2 separate regions of the Zea mays genome follow, and region 1 is linked to region 2. The links are chromatin contacts, called in public Hi-C maps. All regions are on one chromosome and are shown on one strand. Each heading gives the region's core, a stretch centred on a gene start, on an enhancer-like site or on the middle of the called end of the contact. The rest is flanking DNA. Distances are from core to core; before and after follow the strand shown. Region 1 holds the start of LOC103652831 (probable protein phosphatase 2C 74). Region 2 has its middle 45 kb from the start of LOC100285530.

Region 1 (5,931 bases), core at 180-2,679, 150 kb before region 2:
CATTTCGAAGCTGGTAAGAGCTTCTCTAAGAATTTTCAAAATCCACGCTCGCATTCTTTATTTTATTGTCAATGTTGAATAAACCTCTCTCCAACAACACTCTTTATGTCAACTCTCGTTTATTCAGCACAAGGAAAAATTGATCAAATCTCGTGGAAAGATACGCAGCCAATTAATTTGGAGGTGTGGAGGACATAGGAAATTGTTTTTTTGTAAGAAATATAGAGTTGTTTTTTGTATGCAAATACATAAGACAAAGGAATTATAAAAGTAGCGAGCTGGGATGTCTTTACAACAGTTTGAGATCTCGGATACAAAACAGTTTTCTTGTTTCTAGAAGTAAGGTATTAAAAATAATTGGGAAAAGCCAACAAATATGTTCCTAGAGTCTGTTTGGATAGACTATGGCGGTAAGAAAAAAGAATGTTATACACAGAGCTGTTAACAAAACTGATGTGGGCTGGAAGCTATAAGAAAGCTAAAATTAATTTGGTGAAAGCCGCTAAAGCCACTGAAGGTTCTTTTATATATATTTGCAAAGTTTTTTTCATCTCAAAGTCACTAAAAACAGATCCAAAGGTGCATTCAATTTTATAACACCGGCTTTTGAGAAAAGCTGATGGGTGGAATAATGATCCTTTTGGTTTGGTTTTTGGCTTTTTAGGGTAAAAGTCACGGCTAAAAGCGAAATCAAACAAACCCTAGTCTTTTAGCAACTTATAAAACGCATATATATATATATATATATATATATATATATATATATATATATATATATATATATATATATATATATATATATATATATATATATATATATATATATAAAGATTGAACTACCAGATATGTTCTACTACATTATATTAAACTTGTTTTATATTATATTGAACTACCAGAGAGGTCGTTGTCGATATATAATTCATCGAGTTGTCACAGTCGATAAAGCGTTTGCCGAGTACGTGTAGCACTCGTCAAATTACTCCTCTTTTCCGGCCGGTCTGATGCACCTTGCAAGATGTTGCAGCAGCAAATTTCTTATTGGTCAGATGAGATGATAAAGGACCCGGCACGATACCGGGTGCACGGCCGTCCGGATTAAGTAAACGAAAATCTCCGGTAACATTATTAAAAACACATTTGTACAGCGGCGCCCAGCCCAGATGATCTGGTCACTGCATTGACCGGTCAGCATCAGTGACCCAGCCCTTGGCCCTTGCCCTCGTCTCGTCTCTCTCACCGGCTTCTCCATTTCCTGATAATATTTACTACTACGTATAAAAACACGCAGCTCCTGCCCGTGGCCTCCCACTCCCATCATCGATCGTCTTCGTCTGATCCCTCGCTCGATCGCTCTATATAGCAAAGCAGCAGCCGAGCATCGTCGTCGTTCGTCCAACTCCCCCGGCCGGCCGGCGACCCGCGCCGCGATATGCTGCTGCACACCGTCCGGTTCCTCTGCTCCGTCGTCGCCGCCTTCGCGCGCCTGGTCCGCGAGCTCCGCAAGGCGTCCGACGTCATGGCATCCGCATGCTCTCTGTCTCCGGTAGCGGTCCTCACCGCACCCGCTATGGCGGCGGCGCCATCTCCCATCGGCCTGATAGCCTCCACGCCGCTCCCGAAGCGAAAGAAGATGCTTGCCCACCAGGTTGCCATCCCGGAGGACCTGCAGCTCGTCGCGCCGCCGCCGCCGCCGCCACCCGTGCCTGCGCTTCCTCTTGCAGACGCAGTGGTGTCCGACTGCATCAGTGGGAGTGGGAGTGGGAGTGGGATCGGGATGGTAGTAGAGCAACAACAGGCTCGGAGCTTGGCGAAGAAGGCCGCGTGGGCGGCCAGGAGGCGGCCGTCGACGCTCGTCATACCGGTGGCCGACGACGCTGGCGAGGTCGCCGCCGGTTGGGCCGCAGCTGCCGCGCCGGTGAAGGAGGCCGACGTGGAGGTGGTGGGGGACGGGTTTTGGTTGGCGAGTAGAGCAGGACCGAGGCATGCGATGGAGGACGCATATGCTGTGCTGACTGACAAAAACCATGCAGATTCTCAACTGGTAATTACATCTTTGCATCACGTGAAAATAATTCAAGCTCATTGTATATATCTATATATAGAATGCACTAGATCAAATAATTAGTTGACTAAAAAATTGCTAGTGAAATTAAATAACTAACAAATATCTAGTTAATTATCAGCTAATTGTAGTTGGGTTGAACCACCTAATAACTAATGGGTAATTGACGGTGTAGGTCATACTAATAGTTGGCTAGACTATTAAATGAGAGTGTTTGGATGTCTATAAATAAAAATATAGCTAATAGCTAAACTAATAGTTGGATGTTTGGATGCTTGCTAAAGCTATCTCCAGCATATCCACTATTCCATTCTTTATTTTAAATTGCAATCTATAAATAACGTCATCTATAGTTCTATGTCCCGTATTTACCCTATCCACTGTAGACAGTTTAACTATTAGATAGAGGGCATTTAAACATGGTCATATATAGTACTGTTACAAACTAGTACATATATAGATCTTTTGGTCAAAATAATATATGTTAATTTGAATATTGTTGTGAGAGTGTGAGGTAAATCATCGAGGTGTCTCGAAAATAATACAATAGTAAGTCAGATGGCAGGCACTTCATGATCGAATGTCACCATACTTAACACATATTATAACATATATGATAATATATAAAACCGATCTGTTTTGAAGCGTAGCTCCACTAGAACATTATATATATGAAATCCAATCTGTTTTGACCCAGTAAATTAGAAGATCTACATTAATTACACAGTTACACTACCCGCAACGTACTGAAGGAATAATAAATTAAATCACAAAGCTTTATCATTAATTCTTTCTCGATCTCATCTCGCAGGCATTCTACGGTGTCTTCGACGGCCACGGCGGGCGCGCGGCCGTGGACTTCGTCTCCGAGCGGCTCAGCAAGAACGTGGTGTCCGCGGTCCTCGCCGCCGCCGGAACGCAGACGTCGGAGGACGACGGTGTCTCGGCGGCTATCAGAGCGGCGTACCTTGCCACCGACAGCGAGCTCCTCACGCAGCACCAGGTGCGTGCCGCGACACTGACGCTTAATTAGCTTTTTCCTTCGTTTGTTTACCAGGTCTACGCTCTTTTCCCACGTACGTTGAACGCGTCAAAAGCTTCTTTTGTTGCTGCGCAACATTTGTGTGTGTGTGTGTGTCTGTTTTGGCTGCTCATGTGACTGCGACAAGCTAGGGTTTTGAGGACATACGTGCACTCACTGCTTGCCGTGTCCCTATAGGCTATAGCGTCCCGCGTACAAAAAAAGCTCTGCAATTTCGTTGTGAAAAAAAGCAAAAGTAATGACGTCGATTATATTAATGTCTTTGAACTGACGCGCAGGGCTCAAGCGGCGGTGCGTGCGCCGCGACGGCGCTGGTGAAGGGCGGCGACCTGTACGTGGCGCACCTGGGCGACTGCCGCGCCGTGCTGAGCCGCGGGGGCGTCGCGACGGCGCTGACGGCCGACCACACCTGCGCCAGGGAGGAGGAGCGGGAGCGCATCGAGCAGGAGGGAGGCTACGTGAGCCGCAGCGGCAGCGGCGTGTGGCGGGTGCAGGGCAGCCTTGCCGTGTCGCGCGCGTTCGGGGACGGCGCGCTCAAGCGGTGGGTCGTCGCGGAGCCGGCGGTCACCCGGCTGCCCCTCGCCGCTGGCTGCGACTTCCTGGTCATCGCGTCCGACGGGCTCTGGGACAAGGTCAGCAACCAGGAGGCCGTAGATGCCGTCTCCAGGAGCCGCGCCGCCTCATCCTGCAGGGACCTGGTGGACATGGCACGGCGCAGGGGAAGCAGGGACGACGTCACCGTCATGGTAGTCGACCTCCAGAGGTTCCTAAGATTCGATCAGTGACGGGTCCGAGCTGTTGGAGGCACTAACTGTTCACCAGGGTTTTTCATTGAGGGAAGTGAAAGTGAAACAAAAGATGACGGTACACTGACCACCAATGATTGTAGATATACAGCATGCGGTTTATTTGCATCCCTGCTGCTGGGGAGCAAATTAATTACTGCAAACGTCATTCTTTTTTCTAACCCTCGATTGTAAACTACGTAGTTGAAGCTAGGAATGCAGTGACTTGATGTTGCAGACAATTAGGAATGGAACTATTATTATTATTATTGCACGTAACTTTTGCTCTGTCATTTTTTAAGTAAAATACATCAACGGTCCTTGAACTTGACACGATGTGTCACTTGACACTTGAGTCTTCAAACTCAGAAAATCAGCAAAACGGGGCACCTAACTTGTTGGCCTATACAAAACCACTCAAAAACCGGGTTTCCTTATTAAACCAGATGTCGATGTGGCGTGACATGTTAAAGTCAGTTGGTTTTCGTCACTTGGGTTCCCGAATTTGGCATGTTGTGTCACCTGAGTCGCTACAATATGGCATGCTCATCGGCATCCCATTTGAGCAAACTCAGTTTTGGATGGTTTTACATAGACCGACTAAGTTAGTGGACCAGATTTGTTAGTTTTTTAGTTCGGTGACCTAAGTGACACAACGTGCCAACAAGTTCGAGAACCTCTACTGCATTTAGTCTTCTCTTTTCGAATGGTCTTTGTGAACTGAGGCAGGGATTTTGGATCTATTGAACTCACTTCCTTTTATTTGTATAAATTATACACAAATTATTTGATAAAATGTTAGAGCACAATGATTAGAAGGGAACGATATTCATTTGGGACATATAACCACTGTACAAATAATCCTATTTTTGTGTCACAAGTATTTGCATAATTTATATTTTATTTTACTAATTTTTAGTAGGGGTGGAGCATAGAGTGGAGGGGCACAATAGCGAGCACGAGAGAGGGGAGCGCCAGCGGCGGCAGGGACATCGAGAGCGAGCCAGACCGAGGAGAGGTGGCGATGAGGGAAGGGAAGGGTCACAGCGACCAGACTTGACAGGAGGAGGGAGGTGCAGTGCATGGGCTGCTTAGGGCGATTGTGCGGACCCATTACGTGGGGAGATAGAGTAAATGTGTGACCTGCTCGCTTCGTGCGTGACACAAACGATGGTGGAATGGAGAAAACTGGTGCTTTATAGCAGTAGAGACGGTTAAGGTGAAAATGGATGTTCAAAATCAAAATTATCCAAATTCAATTCATGTAAAACTTCTAATACGAATATCCATGTATGTATTCATTTCTAATGGATATACTCAATGTGTGCATCCCAATTCGTTTTCTATTATTTTTCTCTATCCAATACAACATCCAAAAACATTTGTATCCATTAAAAATATGCTACTATGCTGAAACTATCTAATTTTTCTAGTGACTAATGATTAACAGTACTGATTTTATAGTATTACCAATATGTACCATTAAATATATCTAGAAGTAATGACTAATAATATGAATCTTAATAGAAATAAGGATATTTAAATAAAAAATAATTAGTATTTATATACCAATGAAATGAACTTAAAGGTGGTTTATTAGGGAGTGTGCACCAATCTCTTGCGATCTCCTGGTTTTCGATAGTTCAACAAACCTAAGAAATCTAAGATCAAAAGCTTCCCCTCAAAGTAGTAGTTTAATGGAGAGAAGTCATGAGGAAGAAGGTGACTTTCATGTTTTATAGGCGTTGATTAGCAGAGGCGGACAATTTAAAAACAACCACCTCTATTAATAGATATTAATGAAGACGATTGTCTTAACAAACCTGCGTCTATTAATTGTTTAAAGGAGGTGGGTGACTTAGGGCATGTACAATGCTTAGACACCAAAACGGTTCTCCAAGTATAATAGACAGCTAAGAGACTCTTTCATACAATGGAGTGTCTATAAATACAGTCTGTTAATAAATGCATATGTAGAGTAGACTTAAAAACACTCTTGATCAAATATGCACACACATTTTGTATTAGCTACTACCGGAACT
Region 2 (6,650 bases), core at 8-2,507:
AAAAAGCCACACAAGACAAAAGAAAAAAATAAATTAAAAAAAATCAAAAGTGCTCGTATCCATTGTATTTTTGTGCTGCCTTAAACTAGTTCTAGGAACACTATTGATATGTGCATATCTGTGATTATTTTTTCTTTCAACTTGTTTTCTTGTTGTATCTAGATCCTTGTTATCTTTTGTGTCTTACTGTAACTGTTCTAATACATTCTCTTTAGGTCAGCAGCTAGGACGAGTACTTTGAACACTTATTCAACATTGTTATATGTTACTGACTTGTGTGTCACAGATATATATTTAGTGAGCCTTTTCAAAGCTCCACCTTTCTCTCGAATAGAACAAGTTACATTCTGTCGAAGTTTCTTTTGAAATGCTAGAATCAAATGTTTGATTGGAGCAATTCCCCGTCCTATGTGGAGGACTTGTTTTGTAATCAAGAATTCATCAAGTGCCAGGGTCCTAATAAAAGGAGCTTATTCCATGTCTTTACAGTGCTATGTTGATTTAGTAGGCATGCATGGTTTGGGCCATTTGAAGGAATCGTAACAAAATGGCGGTGGAGAATATGTTTCCTAGCTGTACAACTATTATCTTGTATGATGTGATTTCTTACCTGCATTATTGGGGAACACTAGTAAAAAAGTAGAGGAGGTGCCGACCCTTGAAATGACGGTGGATTCCATGAAGATGTGGCTGCAGAAATTATTCAAACCAAGGCGTGATGTTGTGTCTGATATAGCTGTTATTTGATGGTCCGAGTGAGTAGTATGTTGTTCTGTTGGTCAGGCCAGTAGTTAGTTGCTGACAATCAAGTCCAACTTTATAAATCCAATAACAAATAGCATTGCTTTATTTTATTTTCTCCATTCAACAAGAAAAAGAATTTGTATAGATCACGGTAATAATGCGCGGACACTGTGCTTGTTGACTATAAATTGGAATTTTTACAGAACCACTTGTACAACCTTTTGCAATGACGTATGCGTGCAAACGCAATTTTTTTTGCAGGTGTACTTTAAATTTTGATTTCATAATGTGAATGTACGCACACAGTAAATCAAGGAGCTCGGCTTTTTGTGTGTGGATATTTTATACATCTCTTCTCTCAAAATTAAGAAGTGGTTTCCTAATTCCATAGCCGTTGTTGGGCCAAATGAACTGCGTTCTTTTTTCCTGACAGCCCAAATTATCTAGACTCCTTTTCTTTTCTTCGGTCGAAACCTCATTGTTTCTTCGCCCAACCAGACCTTTTCTCTTCTACTCCCAAATCATCCCACCCCGGCCCATCTTCAAATCCTTGCATGGCTCATAGTTGATCTGTTCGGTTAAGAGCATAATACAACAAAATACACATGCTCTGGCACTGGCAGCACAATACAAATTTTCACAGAGCAGATTTTGTTCGGTTAAGACTTAAGAGCACAATAAAACACAGGGGCCATGCATTAGAGCCGTCCAGCACATATTAGTGTCGTCCAGGCGTCCAGCACAAATATCCAGCAGACCAGCATATAGCCTCACAGGCTCACACAGTCACAGCACAGGAGACATACCCAGCACAGCAGTGAGCAGGCTAACATACATCACTCGGCAGCTAGAAGCCTAGAAACTTAGTCCATCCTCTCTCCTTTTTTCCACATAATAAACAACTTAGCCCATCCTCTCTCTTTGGTCCATCCTGAAAGTCAAATATAGTAAAAGCAAGATAACTGACACGAAGAACAACATGAGCAAATAACAACGACACTGCAACATATATAGGACACATCCAACACGGTCACTGTTTAGTTTTCCTCTACAGTGTTGCTTGGCGAATGGCGACGAACGAATAGTCCTGCAAGTTGGGCCGGGCCGTGCCGACCCGGCACGGGCCCATCATGCTTCGGGCTTAAATATTTCGGGCCGTACTAGCACGGATTTCTTTTGGGCCGAGCTAAATCATGCTCACCTCCTAAAATATAGGCACAACACAACGGGCTTTCATCGGGCCGTGCTGGCCCAAGCCTGACCCGCAATTAATCATCATATGACTAGGTCAGATACATAAACAAGTCCAAATCTCTCAGGCAACAGAAACAACAACACACAAAAATACAGAAACAAGTCATTTATTTAAATAAACATTTACAATAAATTAGACAACACAGTTTGATTTTATTGATTCTACAAGGTAAGAATGACCCTAAACATGAAAGACCCAGGGATCAAAAAGGAAAACAATAGAGCAATATGATGAAAACAAGCAGCATGGTGTACTAGAGTTGCCTGCTCTACCTCGTCGGATTTGGCGTCGCTGTCGAGCCACAGCTGAGCGGTGCTCATCCATTTCCGCTTATCGCCGTCGTCGGCCTTGGCCTCCGCGTCTCCGCCTTTCTTGGCGGCCTCATCCTTCAACTCGTCGATCACTGCAGGCCACGGCGCATGCACCACCGCATCAGCGAACCAGGTGCGGAGAAGAGAGACCACAACACGCGCGCGCATATATACGTAGGAAGGAAGGAGTACATGAAAGGACAGCAGGAGACCACTTCTCAGTTCTCACCATCGACGAGGAGACGCACGCAGAGCTGGAGCTCGCGCCTAAACACCTCGATCTTCTGGCGCTCCTCCTCGAGGCTCCTGATGCAGGACTCGATCTCCGCCGGCGCACCCTTGGCGGCCGCCATCCCTCCGGCGCTCCGCACGACGAATAGCCCGAGGTCCAGACCCAGATCCAGGCCCATTCCGATGCCACCGACGTCCAGCCCCACAGATCCATCATCGGCGCTCGGCGGTGGCCTAGAACCTAGAGGAGGGAAGGACCGGAGGGAGGAGGAGGACGGAGACCGGAGGAACCGAGGAGCCGCGGCTCTTGCAGTCGCGCCGTCGGGACTCGGGAGTGGACGAATGAAATGAGCGTGAGGGTTACGACGCGCGTGACTGCGTGAGTGCGTGAGAAACCCTAAAATGTGTCGGGCCGGCTCGAGCACGGCCCACTATGGCGTGCCGGGCTACTTGGGTCGTCGGGCCGACAACCAGAGCACGGCCCAGTCCGCGTAACGTGTTGTGCTGGCCCGAGTAATTTTTGGTGGTGCTGGGTTGGGCTTCGTGCCACTAATTTCGTGCCGGGCTCGTGCTGGCCCAGCAGGCACGGCCCAAACCTACAGGACTACGAACGAAGGCTGCACGGTGGTCGTCGAGCGTCGGCTGGTGGCGATCGAGCGAGGCCACTGGTGGCCGGCCGGCTGCGGCTGGTGCCTAGTAGCGCGCGGTGGCCGCCATGAGGCGGCGACCGATGGTGGCTGTTGCTGTGGCTGGGCGCTTGGCTAGGGTTCGCCTGAGTCCCGTGCTGGCGTGATGTGAGGTGGGAGCGCTGGGGAGACTGAGTCTCATGGGACACAACGGGAGCTACAGTCATTTTCGGCGGCCAGGAACCGCCGAAAATAAGGCCTTTGTCGCCGAAAATAAGCTATTTTCGGCGGCCTTAGGCTTATTTTTGGCGGTTCCTGGCCGCCAGAAAAAATCAGCTGAAAATAAGCCTTTATTTTCGGCGGCCAGCTGCTTAGCCACCAAAAATAATTGTTGACTATCGACGGCTGACACGTGGCCGCCGGAAATAAGCTATTTCTGGCGGCCCGCTACTTATTTTCAGCGGCCTACTGAGGCCGCCGAAAATTAATAATTTCAGACAAATTTTTTTGAAAAAAATGCAAAAAATAACAGAAAATTCATCAACATTATAATCACAATAAAATGACAGAAATATAAATCCACAATTGCACAATTCACAAATAGTCCACAATATAAAGTTGGAGTCCATTACAACATCCGAGTTCACAAATAGTCCATAATACATAAAGTTCACAAATAGTCCATTACAACGCACAATTCGGCACAAAACTAAACCATCACATATCGGGGTCGTTGGAGTTGTGACCACTACCTCCAGAAGCGAAAAACTCGTTGACGAAGTCGTGTAACGGGTTTGGATTCTAAAGAAAAAAGAAGACATTAATAACGGCAGTGTTTACATGCATGACCACTATTCAAATAAGTTGTTTGTCAAACTAACCTCTCCTGGAGTAGCTCCCTCTCCTGCAATAGCTCCTCCTGGTGCTGGTATCACCGGTGGTGGTGTGTTGTGGCCCATGACCCCGGATCCCTACAAAATCAAGTTTAGTCAAGATTTGAAAGGTTGATACAAACGACAAGTCTTAACTAAATTGAAGCACCTGAGGTGGAGGTGGCGGAGCATGTAATCCCCACTGAGGCATCAGCGGCTGAAATTGAGGGAAAACAAATGATTGCTGCTGTGCCTGCTGTGGAAACCAAGACTGTTGCAAAAATAATATATTAGTTACAGAACCAATATCGAGCGTGTTGAGAATAAATAAGACACTCACGTTCATTGCTTGTTGCGCCTGTGCGTTGTAAGAAGTCATGTACTCTGATTGCTGTTGGAGGAATGTCATTTGTTGTTGCCGCAGCTCTTCACGAAACTTTTCTTGCTGCTCCCTCATAGCGTCCGCCATGCTAGATACAACTGTAGCTGTTGTTGTGGGAGCTGCTTGAGCCAGTGAGCCGTGACTAGGCTGATATGTGATGTATGAGCATGATGGGCTAAAAGGCCAACTCTACAACTAGTGGCTCATGTGTTCCCGGTTTTCGGTTTAAACCGAATAAAATATCTGAACACCGAAATTAGTTCTGTTTCTGCATGTTGGTAACCGAAAAATAATTCGGTTTGTCTGGTTTCGGTTTTTTTATTTCGGTTCCGATTATTTCGGTTTTTATGCCCAATCCTGGTGTCTCGCATCCGCTTCATTTCTTCTATCTCCCTTGAGCTCAGATCTCTCTCTCCATTCTCTCTCAGCCAAGCCAGTGCACCAGGGCAAGGCTAATCTCTACTACTCTATAAGCCTTCAATGTAGGCGTCCACAACCGTGCGCCAGGTTCTGCTGCGCAATCCTCTCCCTCCGCACCTCATCGCACGGATGAGCTCCCACCACGCCTACGCCGCTCTCAAGCGTCTCCCCCACCGCGCCATTCCATCCATGGTGGTCGCCTCTCAATCGCCTCCCCCACCGCGCCATTCCATCCATGGCGCGCGGTTGTGTCCGTGCAGTTAGGAACGCCTCCCCGACCGTGCGAGATCTTCAATCAGTGCCTCCCCCACCGTGCCTATAGTGATGGAGATGCGCTGCCACCAAGCCAGAGCCGCTCTCAATCGCATCCCCCACGGCGGTAGATCCACAAACCCACACCCTCCTCCACGATCGTCAATCATGCCCTGCCCCTCAATAGCCGCCCGCGCAACCTCCTCCGCCTACCCTGCCTGAGCTGCCTCGCCCCTGCCCTACAACCGCTGCCACCTGAAGGATCTGCAGCGGTGGCAAGGAAAGCCATCGCCGCCACATGGGACGAGCGGTAGGCGGCGATTGACAAGCACGCAATCCCCCACCCATAGAGGTCTAGTCGTCGCTGCTACTTTGACCCCCTTCGCCGGCGACGAGAACCACCAAGTAGGCCCTCCCCTTGGCCTTCCTTTCATGTTGCAGTAAACAGTGTGGGCAGATGATAGCCTGCTGTGCGCGCTGTGCCTATCGTAGTCATGCGTGGGGGAGGCGAAGGACAAGATGGCGGCCACGGGTGCCACCAATGTCAACCTCTCTGTGCTGCTCATGCAGGATTCATCGTTTTGCACAACATCGCTGCCACTTCGTGTGCTGCTCGAAGCTGGAGTGGATGGGGCTCTCATTGTTCAACATATTAATCATATCTCATTTTGTTGAACAAGGTAAGATTTTTTTTCTTGCATTGATCCATTCCAATCCGAGGCCACCTGAATTAGTCATATGATTATATCAATAATTTATTTTATTCCCGCTTTTTATAGTGTGTTGAAGAAATACACATCCAAGTTCATTGGTTGTTGTCTTGCGAATCTTGTAGACGATGGAACTATAATTAAACAGCTTCTGACACAAGTAGACACTTGGAATTTTCTTTTAACACAAAAGGGTTGATACATTATGCTATTTTCTAATATGCAAGGTGGTTGATATGATTCCACACCTAAAAACATGACATTGTGCGGGTCGGTGTGCCACCGCCTGTAGGGTGTTCGAGGAAAATGCCAGTGAAGGATGTGGTTCCGTTGACTAGCATGGTGTATATTGGATTTTGGAAGACAATCTCACACCTGGATCTGAGTGTCTTGTTTATACTTTTGCATTTTTTATGTGGTCATATTATAATATGATTTAATACATCTTGCATTAGTCTTTATAGTATAGGACTGTAAATTCATTTTCTGTGTCCTCTATAAAATTGTCTGTAATTCTTTGTTTGAGATCATTGGAAAAGACTCCTTATCTACCTGGTTATGAGAAGAAAAATAGCTATACTGCATGATTGATTATTGGAAAATAATCCAAAGAAATTAACATATGTTAGCTATAGAGTTTTCTGTTTTTGTATTTTTCATGTTTGAGATTCATCTTGTAGTTGTTCGTTGCAATTTATGTTTTAAGAGATTGTGCGAGTGTTCTTGGTGTTGTGGTTGAGTTCTTGCTCTTGTGTGTTTTGTCTCCTCTCTCCCTCTTGCGCTCTTGGAAAATTGTAACTCCCATCAACCTGTGTATGGATAGCAAGATACTGTGATATGTGAAGAT

The links. Hi-C and Micro-C count contacts between places; a contact is called where the count stands out from the background.
Region 1: a contact with region 2 is called in a Hi-C map of leaf, with 4 times the contacts expected there. The contact joins the promoter of LOC103652831 here to the enhancer-like site in region 2.

What each region holds. Positions count from the first base shown.
Region 1 is chr4:11,860,757-11,866,687 of Zm-B73-REFERENCE-NAM-5.0, forward strand. It overlaps LOC103652831 (probable protein phosphatase 2C 74), which reads left to right and starts at 1,430. Exons shown (of 3, transcript XM_023302286.1): 1 at 1,430-2,041; 2 at 2,874-3,065; 3 at 3,371-4,158. The coding sequence starts at 1,430. The coding sequence ends at 3,889.
Region 2 is chr4:12,007,169-12,013,818 of Zm-B73-REFERENCE-NAM-5.0, forward strand. No RefSeq gene overlaps it. Among protein-coding and RNA genes, the nearest start is that of LOC100285530, 45 kb to the left of the region's middle. Within about 2 kb of position 1,258, at least 8 of the 20 cell types and tissues checked have an H3K27ac peak or open chromatin away from gene starts, as enhancers often do. A contact at or near this core is called in leaf, where this site is marked.